3 separate regions of the Sus scrofa genome follow, and regions 1 and 2 are each linked to region 3. Evidence: chromatin contacts called from public Hi-C data. All regions are on one chromosome and are shown on one strand. Each heading gives the region's core, a stretch centred on a gene start, on an enhancer-like site or on the middle of the called end of the contact. The rest is flanking DNA. Distances are from core to core; before and after follow the strand shown. Region 1 holds the start of POLR2H (RNA polymerase II subunit H). Region 2 holds the start of EIF4G1 (eukaryotic translation initiation factor 4 gamma 1). Region 3 holds the start of MAGEF1 (melanoma-associated antigen F1).

Region 1 (2,700 bases), core at 109-2,608, 350 kb after region 3:
AGGGCAGACCCCACTTTGAGAAACTGTATGCACAGAATACTTAATCTGTATCCAATGGCCTCTCATCTGCTCTCATAGAAGTACAGGCTCAATAAGAACCACATATACAAGCAAAGAGGCAGAAAACTATGGCTGGTGGACAGAATGCCCAGAAAAGAATCAAAGGTCCTCTGGCAACAAATAATATCACGTTCTAGGCCTGCATGGGTGACTAAGAAACAACCTGCTCTGGGGCAAGTCAGTCATCCAAAGGTTTTGCCTTTCCGTGCCAGGCGCTGTGCTAAGGAGATTATTAAGAACTGCTGTTTGGGGAGGTCTTGTCCGTGGCTCAGTGGTAACAAACCTGATTAGTATCCATGAGGATGGGGGTTCAATCCCTGGCCTCACTCTGTGGGTTAAGGATCAGCTCAGGGGATTAAGGATCTGGTGTTGCTGTGAGCTGTGGTATAAGTCTCAGACGGGGCTTGGATCTGGCGTTGCTGTGGCTGTGGTGTGGGGCCTGCAGCTGTAGCTCTGACTCGACCCTTAGCCTGAGAACCTCCATATGTCCTTACGTCTGGCCCTAAAAAGACAAAATCAAACAAACAAACAAACACCTGCTGTTTGTTCTGAAGAATATCTCAGTCTCTAAGCAAAGGAAGAGACACCAAGGACAAATAATTCTTGATCAACGTCAGAACAAGGAGGTGTATACCAAGCAGTCAACTCTTAGAGAGGATTTCACAAAGAGCTAAGACTCTGAGGGCAACAGGCCCTGAGGTCGGATTATTTGCTGTACAGCCTTGGGTGGGTTGCTCAGCCTCTCAGAAGATGGGTAAGACACCACCTACCTCGTGGAGACTCTCGAAAGGAATAAGTAAGGCAATGTGTGTAAAGTGCACAGCACAGCGCCTAGCAGAGTGGGCAGCGATTAAAAAGATGCCAAGGAGGTTACCAGCACCATGAAGAAAGGTCACCCAGGCACCGGGCACAGCATGTGTGAAGCGAGGGAGAGCTCGAAGTCTCCGTTTTCTCATCTATAAAACGTTTCCTGAGAGAGGCCCCTAGGTCAGGACCTGCCGGTAGGGGAAGACCACATGAAATGTGTGGACAAGAGGCCCAGGGGCGTGTCCCTGAGATCAGCCGCTTCTCCCAAACCGCCCCTACAAACCTTACTCACCTCGGTCAAACTTCTTGCCCTCTGGGTCAATGTCTTTCACATCAAAAATATCCTCGAACAGAATGCCCGCCATGGTGAGGGGGCCACGAGAGAAGCAGAGGTGCTGAGCGCGTGACGAAGACTACGGAGCAGGGCACGGCCCCGCGTGGAGAAAAATGAGAGAGGAAAATGCAGCGCCTGAAGAGCGGCAGCAAAGAAATAGAAGGACGCATGCGCACAGACCAGCAGTAACGCAGCTACTTCCGCCGCCTAGCTCTCGGGGCTTCTTAACTTCCGCCCCGAACGATTGCTTCCGAGAGGCTTCAGTGTTTAGGGCGGTCTCACGTCCAGATAACTCCTCCCAGGGCGGGAACACGATAGGTCCCACCTCCAGCCGGGGGTGGCTTGGTGTCCCGCTCTCTCCGGAGGCTCTAGTGCGCCCTCTTCAGATGCCGGGTTAGGAAGACTGGAGTGCTTGGGGGCCTACCCCAGCCAGGGACCTTGATCCTTGGCCCAGAGAATCCTGGCCCTAGCCCTACCCTGTCGGTCCGCGGGTCTGCCGAGGGCACAGTCCGCGCAAAGGGCTAGCGGAGCAGAACCACGCCCCCAGGGCGATGGCCAAGTAGGGTGCCGTACCCAGTCCTTCTAGCTGGCACTGAGGAATCCCGGGCTGGCCCAGGCCGGCTGGGCCCAGCTGGATGTCACCCGACCCGGTGATATCCACTTTGGGAATTTGCCATGATGTCACCATGGGGAAGAGGGAAGTCTGCACTGTCTCCTCCTCTGGTACTGCACCCTCCCCACCCCTGATTTCTTACCTCGCACCGCCCCTTCAGCATGGTATTAACCCCATCACACTGCTCTCCTCAGTACTGCCCCTTCGGCTCGGTTCTGGCCTTTCCTCCACCACTGCGCTCACCTTCTGGACACGTTCTCCTAAGTGCTCCTTCATCCCGGCATTGTCCTCTCCTATGGATACCACCTCTTCCTTTACACTGCCCGTTCCTCTAGGGTGCTGGTTCTCACACTGTCCCCTTCCTGGGCACTCCCTCCTGGGAACCCCCTCTGCCTCCCACCTGCCCCTTCACCCTGGTACTGCCTCCTCCTGCACAATGCCTGTTTTCCTGGGCACTGGCCTGTCCCCTGACTCTATCTCTGACTGTGTTCACCCCACACTTGTTCACCCCACCCTTTGCACTTTTCTTCTCCGGAGCCTGATAGAGAACGCAGAGCCCCAGCAGGCTGTTCCCCCTTGGCAGCTAGACGTCAGCAGCTACTCGGGTTTCTTCTTCAGCCCTGCCAAGGAGAAGCGACCTCTGTCCCCCCACGCCCGCCTCCCAGGAGCGGCCTCCCCAGCACCTAGACCTCCCTTCCCTCCGGCTCCACCCACGCACAAGCCTCAGGCCAGCTAGCTCCAGGTGCACCTCCCCGGGACAGTCGCAAAGAAAGGAAGGGGGATGAGAGAAACCGAAGTTTCCAGTTCCAAGCACCCCTCTTCTGGGCCTAGCGTCCCCCTCCGAGTCTCCCCAGTTCTGTTTCTCACCCCCCACGGAGCAGAGGGG
Region 2 (2,700 bases), core at 2-2,501, 400 kb after region 3:
AGATCACCTCACCAGGCTATCCTTCAGCAGAGGCTTCCTAACACCCAGATGCATCATGCCTAAGTAAAGCCTTTTTCAGCAACATACTCCCCAGCATGCACTGCTCCACCCTAAGGTACTGAGGAGCTCACCGCTAACATGCAACAGTCTCCCAGTTCCCAGATGTGAACTACACAAGATTTAGCCCCTAACATGCATCGGTCAGCCTCAGACTGAGGACCCAGACTGAGTCTAGCCCCTGACTAGGGCAGAGTGTAAGGGTGAGACCCGGAGAGAGTTCAGGATTAGCAATGGGGTATTACCTGCAGAGACCTGAATCCTCCCTGAGAGCACATGGGGACAGGAAAGAAAAGAATTATCCCCAAGGTGATGAGGAGGGAAAGAAAATGAAGGAAGCAGGACAAGAATCCTCTCCCACTTGTGAGGAAGAATTTAGGGAACAGAGAAAGGCAAGAACTAGCTGGAGTGTTTATCTTGCCACAGTCCAAAAGAGAAAGATGGATGGGGAATGGAGCAATGGCAACCTCCCAGTAAAAGAAAACAGGAAAGCAGGAGTTGGCAGCAGGGCCCAAAGCACTGCCCCCAAGGCACCAGGACCCCTAGGAATGCCATCCCCACCAACTACATACTCCAAGGGGCCAGCCACCGTAAGTAATCAACAGTGCAAAGTGCAGAACCGCATGAAAGCAACTGTCAGGAAGTTGGGGCAGGTACAAGGCCTCCATAGTTTCCATCCTAGGCCCAAACTGGCCTAAGCTTCACATGGTTCCCACCCAGGCCCCCTACTCCCCTCCCCACAGCCCCTCACCTGGCGGGGCTGAGAAGGCGTGTTCATTTGTGTCGCTTGAGGCGTACTGAACACCACCGGTGCTGTCTGCCCCGGGGGAAACGCTGGCTGAAGGGGGGAGACCAGAATTCAGCAAGAGGGGAAACCCAGGTGGGGCAGAAACTCAAGCTGGTGAAGTAAGGGGAGCAGAGCTGTGGCAAGAGCCTCAACAGTCCACATATACCCTCCCCAAGACAGCCCCTAAGAACAGCCCCGGGGCCCTGCCTCAATTTGGCAGCAGGAAGCTGCACTTTGCCCTGACACAGAAGGGGGTGGGAAAATCCAGAGGTTGGAACCTGTTCCTGACCCGGCTGCCTGGTCTCCCCCACCCCCACCCCAGTTGCTGCTAATTCCTCCCTAATTACCTGTGGGAGTCCAGGGGATGGGGCAGGTGGGGGGCCTGTGGGCTGTGGAGCTTTGTTCATTTCATTTGGTGCCACATCAGGGTCCCCCCAGCACCTGTTGGGAAAGAGCGGAGCTCGGAAAGGGGAAGGGACCCAAGCTTAAGGCAAATGGAGTGGGGGAGGGATGAAGCAAGGTCTGGGTCCCACAACAAGCCCCGGAATCGCCAAAAAGGTGAAGGAGCATAAAACCCAGCCTATGTCCCCACCGACACCTTGTCAGACCCGCAGCTCCAACCACCCCCCCTGATCTGCTGAAACAGCCCCTCACTCACCCCCTCGGTTAAGAATAAATCCACGGTGCGGCCTACAGGTTCTGGGCATCCGAGGGCCTGGGGTTGGGAGGTGGGGGGTATCAACCTGGCTCCGCGGGGCCCAAGACCAACCAGACCGGAAATTCCAGGTCTCGCTGGCACCAGGCTCCCGGATCACAAACGGAGCTAGCAGCTTCGGCCGTGGTGTCCCCACCCCCCACCCGGGGACACCGGGTTCGGGGCCTGGCCCAGGGGCACACAAGGCACGCCTGCCGCGGGTGGCCGCGGGTGCACCCGCACGGGGCTAGAGGCGAGGCCTGCCGCCGCCCAGGAGTGGAGGCCAGGAAAAGCGGCAGTCGGGCCGTAAAAGGCCAGGCGGGCGGCGGCCGAAGAAGAGCCGGTTTGAAGCAAGTGAGGGTCGGCCTGGAGGGCGGGCGGGGCCGGGGGCTCCTCCCTGCCCGCCGCCGCCGCCTCCCTCCCCTGCGCCCTCCCTGCGCAGCGCCGGCCAGTGCCAAAGAACAACGTGTCACTTCCCGGCGGCCGGGCCGCAAAGGGGGGAGGGGGCGGCGGGCCGGGAGTCGCGGTGCCTGCGCCCGTAGGGCCTCCTCGGGTCGGGCCGAGGTGGCACTTAGCAGCCGGGAAACCCGGCGCCCTCCCAGCCCGCGGGGACCGCATATTCCGGCCCCGCGCTCCCCCACCCCCACCCAGCAGCCAGGCCGGGCCAGGCCGGGCACACGTGGGCCGGGGATCGGGCCCTGGCGGCCCGGGGCCCGGGCTTGGGCCGAGGAGCCAGGGCGCCGGGGAGGCGGCGCAGGGTAGCCGGTCCCGGCCCGGATGGCGGCGGATGCGGGGGGAGGGGATGGGGGGGCCGGGTCGGGCCCGGACATGGCGGCTTTACCTTCAGTCTCCTTCAGTCCGCGCGGCCGAGCCCCACGCAGCCGCACAGACGTAGTCCACAACCATTTCCGGCTCCCCGCACGGATCCCGCTCGGCGGCCACCGCTTCTCCGCAGGCGCAGCCGGCGCCCCCACGTGACCGGCGCAGAGGGCGGAGCCTTGCCCGGTGCCGCGAAGCACATGGGATTTGCCCCGCCTAGTCATGTGACAGCCACTGCCCGCCCCCGTGTCCCCTCCCGAACTTTGGAATTCCCAGACCGATCCCCCTCTGCGACTCAGTTCCGCGATTCTTTAGTTCATTCATACTTTGAGCAGGCATTTAT
Region 3 (2,852 bases), core at 156-2,655:
ATATGCCAAACATTGTGTTAGTTTATATGCATTACTTCACATAATCTCTACAATGTTGTCTTGCATTATACCCATTTTACTGACAAGGCAACTGAGGGACAGGAAGTTTAGGTTAATTCGTCCAAGACTACATAGCTAGTAAATAGCAAATTTCATAGGACAGACATATCTATAAAACGAGGATAGTGCTAAGAGTACTTACTTTAATGAGAATTAAATAAATTAATATTGGAACGATGGTTAGAACAGAGCCTGGAGCACAATAAGGTGTATATGAGTGGGTGTTAAACAAATACAAATTTCTACGGTGATTCAGATATAGGAGTAAATAACTTCCATGCACAGAGACTAAGGAAGGCTTTGGAAAGGAGAAATTTAAGCTGATCCTAGAAATGAGGGGAAGGGTGAGAAGAGAAGCAGGGGAAGGGAAAGGAGGAGGAGAAGGGGAAGGAGGGAGGAGGAAGGGAGAGGGGAGACTGGGATGAAAGGAGGGAAAAGGGAGGGGGAAGGGAGGAAATGAGAGAAAAGGGAGAGGAGGAGTTGGAGAGGGAGGGAGAGAGGGAGGAGAGACACTAGGAGAAAGCTCAGAGTAGAGTAGGCAAAAAGAAAAAGTAATGGGAGTAGTTAAGTTTGATTACATTTTTTAAAAAACCTCCCCTTTCCTCCAATCTGTCACTATTTCTGCCAGCTATACTTCAATATATCGTTTATCATCTTCCTTTCACCCCTGTAGAATCTACTATCCTTACTCCCTCGTCATCCATTCTACGATATTTATGGAGTGCCTCTATGTGCCAGGCACTGATACACCAATGAACAAGATAGGCCACGTCTTAGTTCCTATTCTGCACTATGAAATAATACTCCAATACTTCAAGCTGGATTCCCAGTTTTTGGTCAGCCCTACTCCAATCCATTCTCTACACTGCCACCCAGAGAGACTGGAAAGATAACAGATCTGGTCTGGGCACTCCTTTGTTTAATCTTCCTGTTGCATATTCCCATCGTCCTCAGAAAAGATTTCAATCTGCCTAGCATCCTGTTCAAGGCCCTGCACCGTCCCGCACAGCCTTATCTCCCAGCCTTCATCTCCTTACATTCCGCATTTGAACCACAGTAAATTACTCAAAATCTTAGGTACACACACTTAGAATCAAGCGCCTGCTGAAAGGACGTGGCTAGAACTCCATCCTACTCCATTCTTGCACACTGAAACCTTGAGAAATTCCTGGTTATCCTCCTCCAGCTTTGCAGTCTTAAAAAGCTGCGCAAACTACACTCTTCCACAGCCCAAGCATCCCGGAAAGCCGGTGCGCACCTCCAACCCAGCGGTAGCCGGAAAAGGAGGGGCTTCGCCGGCCTCCGGGCCGCCATCTTGGCTGAGTTGGCCGGAAGTGTTACGGCGATCCAGCGGCGGGCGCGCACTGAGGCTGCGCGGCGGCGGCGGCGCAGGTCTTGAGCGCCGGCGGCGTTGCGGCGACCGTCCCGAGCCGTGTGCGGTACCGCCTAGCAGCCACAGAAACCCCTGTGTCATCTCTCCTAGTCCTACTCCAGGCGCCCCAGCCGCTGTCCAACCCTTCCGCCAGGGTTTGCGCAGCGGCTTGCACATCCCTCGGCCCGAGTACGCGCTTTGCACCTGCCTGCGCAAAAACATGTTGCAGAAACCCGAGAGCGGGGTTCTCCCCGTCCCTCAAGTCGAGGGGGAGATGGATGGCAGCCATGACGGTGAGACCCAGGCCCTGACCGTCTCGCAGGAGGAGGCCCCGAGCCCCCTCCTGCAAGAGAGCCCAGAGGAGGACCTTGACGCAGTAAAGGAGGAAGGGGCTGCGGAGCCCGCCCTCACCCCGAAAGGTGCGAGGGCCTTGGCAGCCAAAACTTTGGCCCGGCGCCGGGCTTGCCGCCGTCTGGATCGGACGGTGGCCGAGTTGGTGCAGTTTCTGCTGGTGAAGGACAAGAAGAAGAGTCCCATCACTCGCTCGGAGATGGTGAAGTATGTTATCGGAGACTTGAAGGATCTGTTCCCCGAGATCATCGCAAGGGCCGCAGAGCATCTGCGGTATGTCTTTGGTTTCGAGCTGAAACAGCTTGACCGCAAGCACCACACTTACATCCTGATGAACAAACTAAAACCTCCTGAGGATAAGGAGGAGGATCTGGGAGGAGATGGCCCCAGACTGGGTCTCTTAATGATGATCTTGGGCCTTATCTACATGAAAGGTAATAGCGCCAGGGAGGCACAGGTCTGGGAGATGCTGCGTCGGTTGGGGGTGCGTCCCTCAAAATATCACTTCCTCTTTGGGTACCCGAAGAGGCTTATTATGGAAGATTTCGTGCAGCTGAGATACCTCAATTACAGGCGTGTGCCTCACACCAACCCACCGGAATGTGAATTCTCTTGGGGTCCCCGAAGCAACCTGGAAACCAGCAAGATGAAAGTCCTGGGGTTCGTGGCCAAGCTCCATAAGAAAGAACCCCAACACTGGCCAGTGCTGTACCGTGAGGCCCTGGCAGACGAGGCTGACAGAGCCAGAGCTGAGGCCAGTATTAGGCCTAGGGCTAGGGCCAGAGCCAATGCTAGGGCCGGCAATCACCGCTGGTGAGGGCTATTGGAAGAGTGGCCAGCCGGAGGGGGGGGGGCTGAGGGGGTGGGTGGAGTTGGGCACAAAAACTACTGAGTCTAAGTAGAATAGGTGGGGGGAGGGTCGTGTTTTCTGTAGCGGTTGTATTTATGTAACTAGGATTTAGGTTTTGTATCTTGCTAAGTTTTGTTACATTTAATATACTGTTAAATTGATGTTTGTAAATGAGATTCGTATACTTTTTCCTGTAGGATTTTGTTGTAAAGTTTTGCT

The links. A called contact is a pair of places that touch in the nucleus more often than the background predicts.
Region 1: a Hi-C map of liver shows a contact between it and region 3, with 4 times the contacts expected there. The contact joins the promoter of POLR2H here to the promoter of MAGEF1 in region 3. A contact is called at or near these places in 1 of 5 promoter capture datasets (fetal skeletal muscle) and 4 of 47 Hi-C or Micro-C datasets (embryonic fibroblasts, heart right ventricle, liver and 1 more).
Region 2: a Hi-C map of skeletal muscle shows a contact between it and region 3, with 4 times the contacts expected there. The contact joins the promoter of EIF4G1 here to the promoter of MAGEF1 in region 3. A contact is called at or near these places in 1 of 5 promoter capture datasets (liver) and 1 of 47 Hi-C or Micro-C datasets (skeletal muscle).

The regions. Positions count from the first base shown.
Region 1 is chr13:122,250,287-122,252,986 of Sscrofa11.1, reverse strand. It overlaps POLR2H (RNA polymerase II subunit H), which reads right to left and starts at 1,358. Exons shown (of 5, transcript NM_001243341.1): 1 at 1,160-1,358. The coding sequence starts at 1,232.
Region 2 is chr13:122,203,338-122,206,037 of Sscrofa11.1, reverse strand. EIF4G1 (eukaryotic translation initiation factor 4 gamma 1) reads right to left here and starts at 1,251. Exons shown (of 31, transcript NM_001246253.1): 1 at 1,192-1,251; 2 at 809-895. The coding sequence starts at 1,251.
Region 3 is chr13:122,601,253-122,604,104 of Sscrofa11.1, reverse strand. MAGEF1 (melanoma-associated antigen F1) reads left to right here and starts at 1,405. Exons shown (of 1, transcript XM_003483283.4): 1 at 1,405-2,852. The coding sequence starts at 1,653. The coding sequence ends at 2,600. All of the region lies in intron 2 of LOC110256376 (a long non-coding RNA gene), which reads right to left.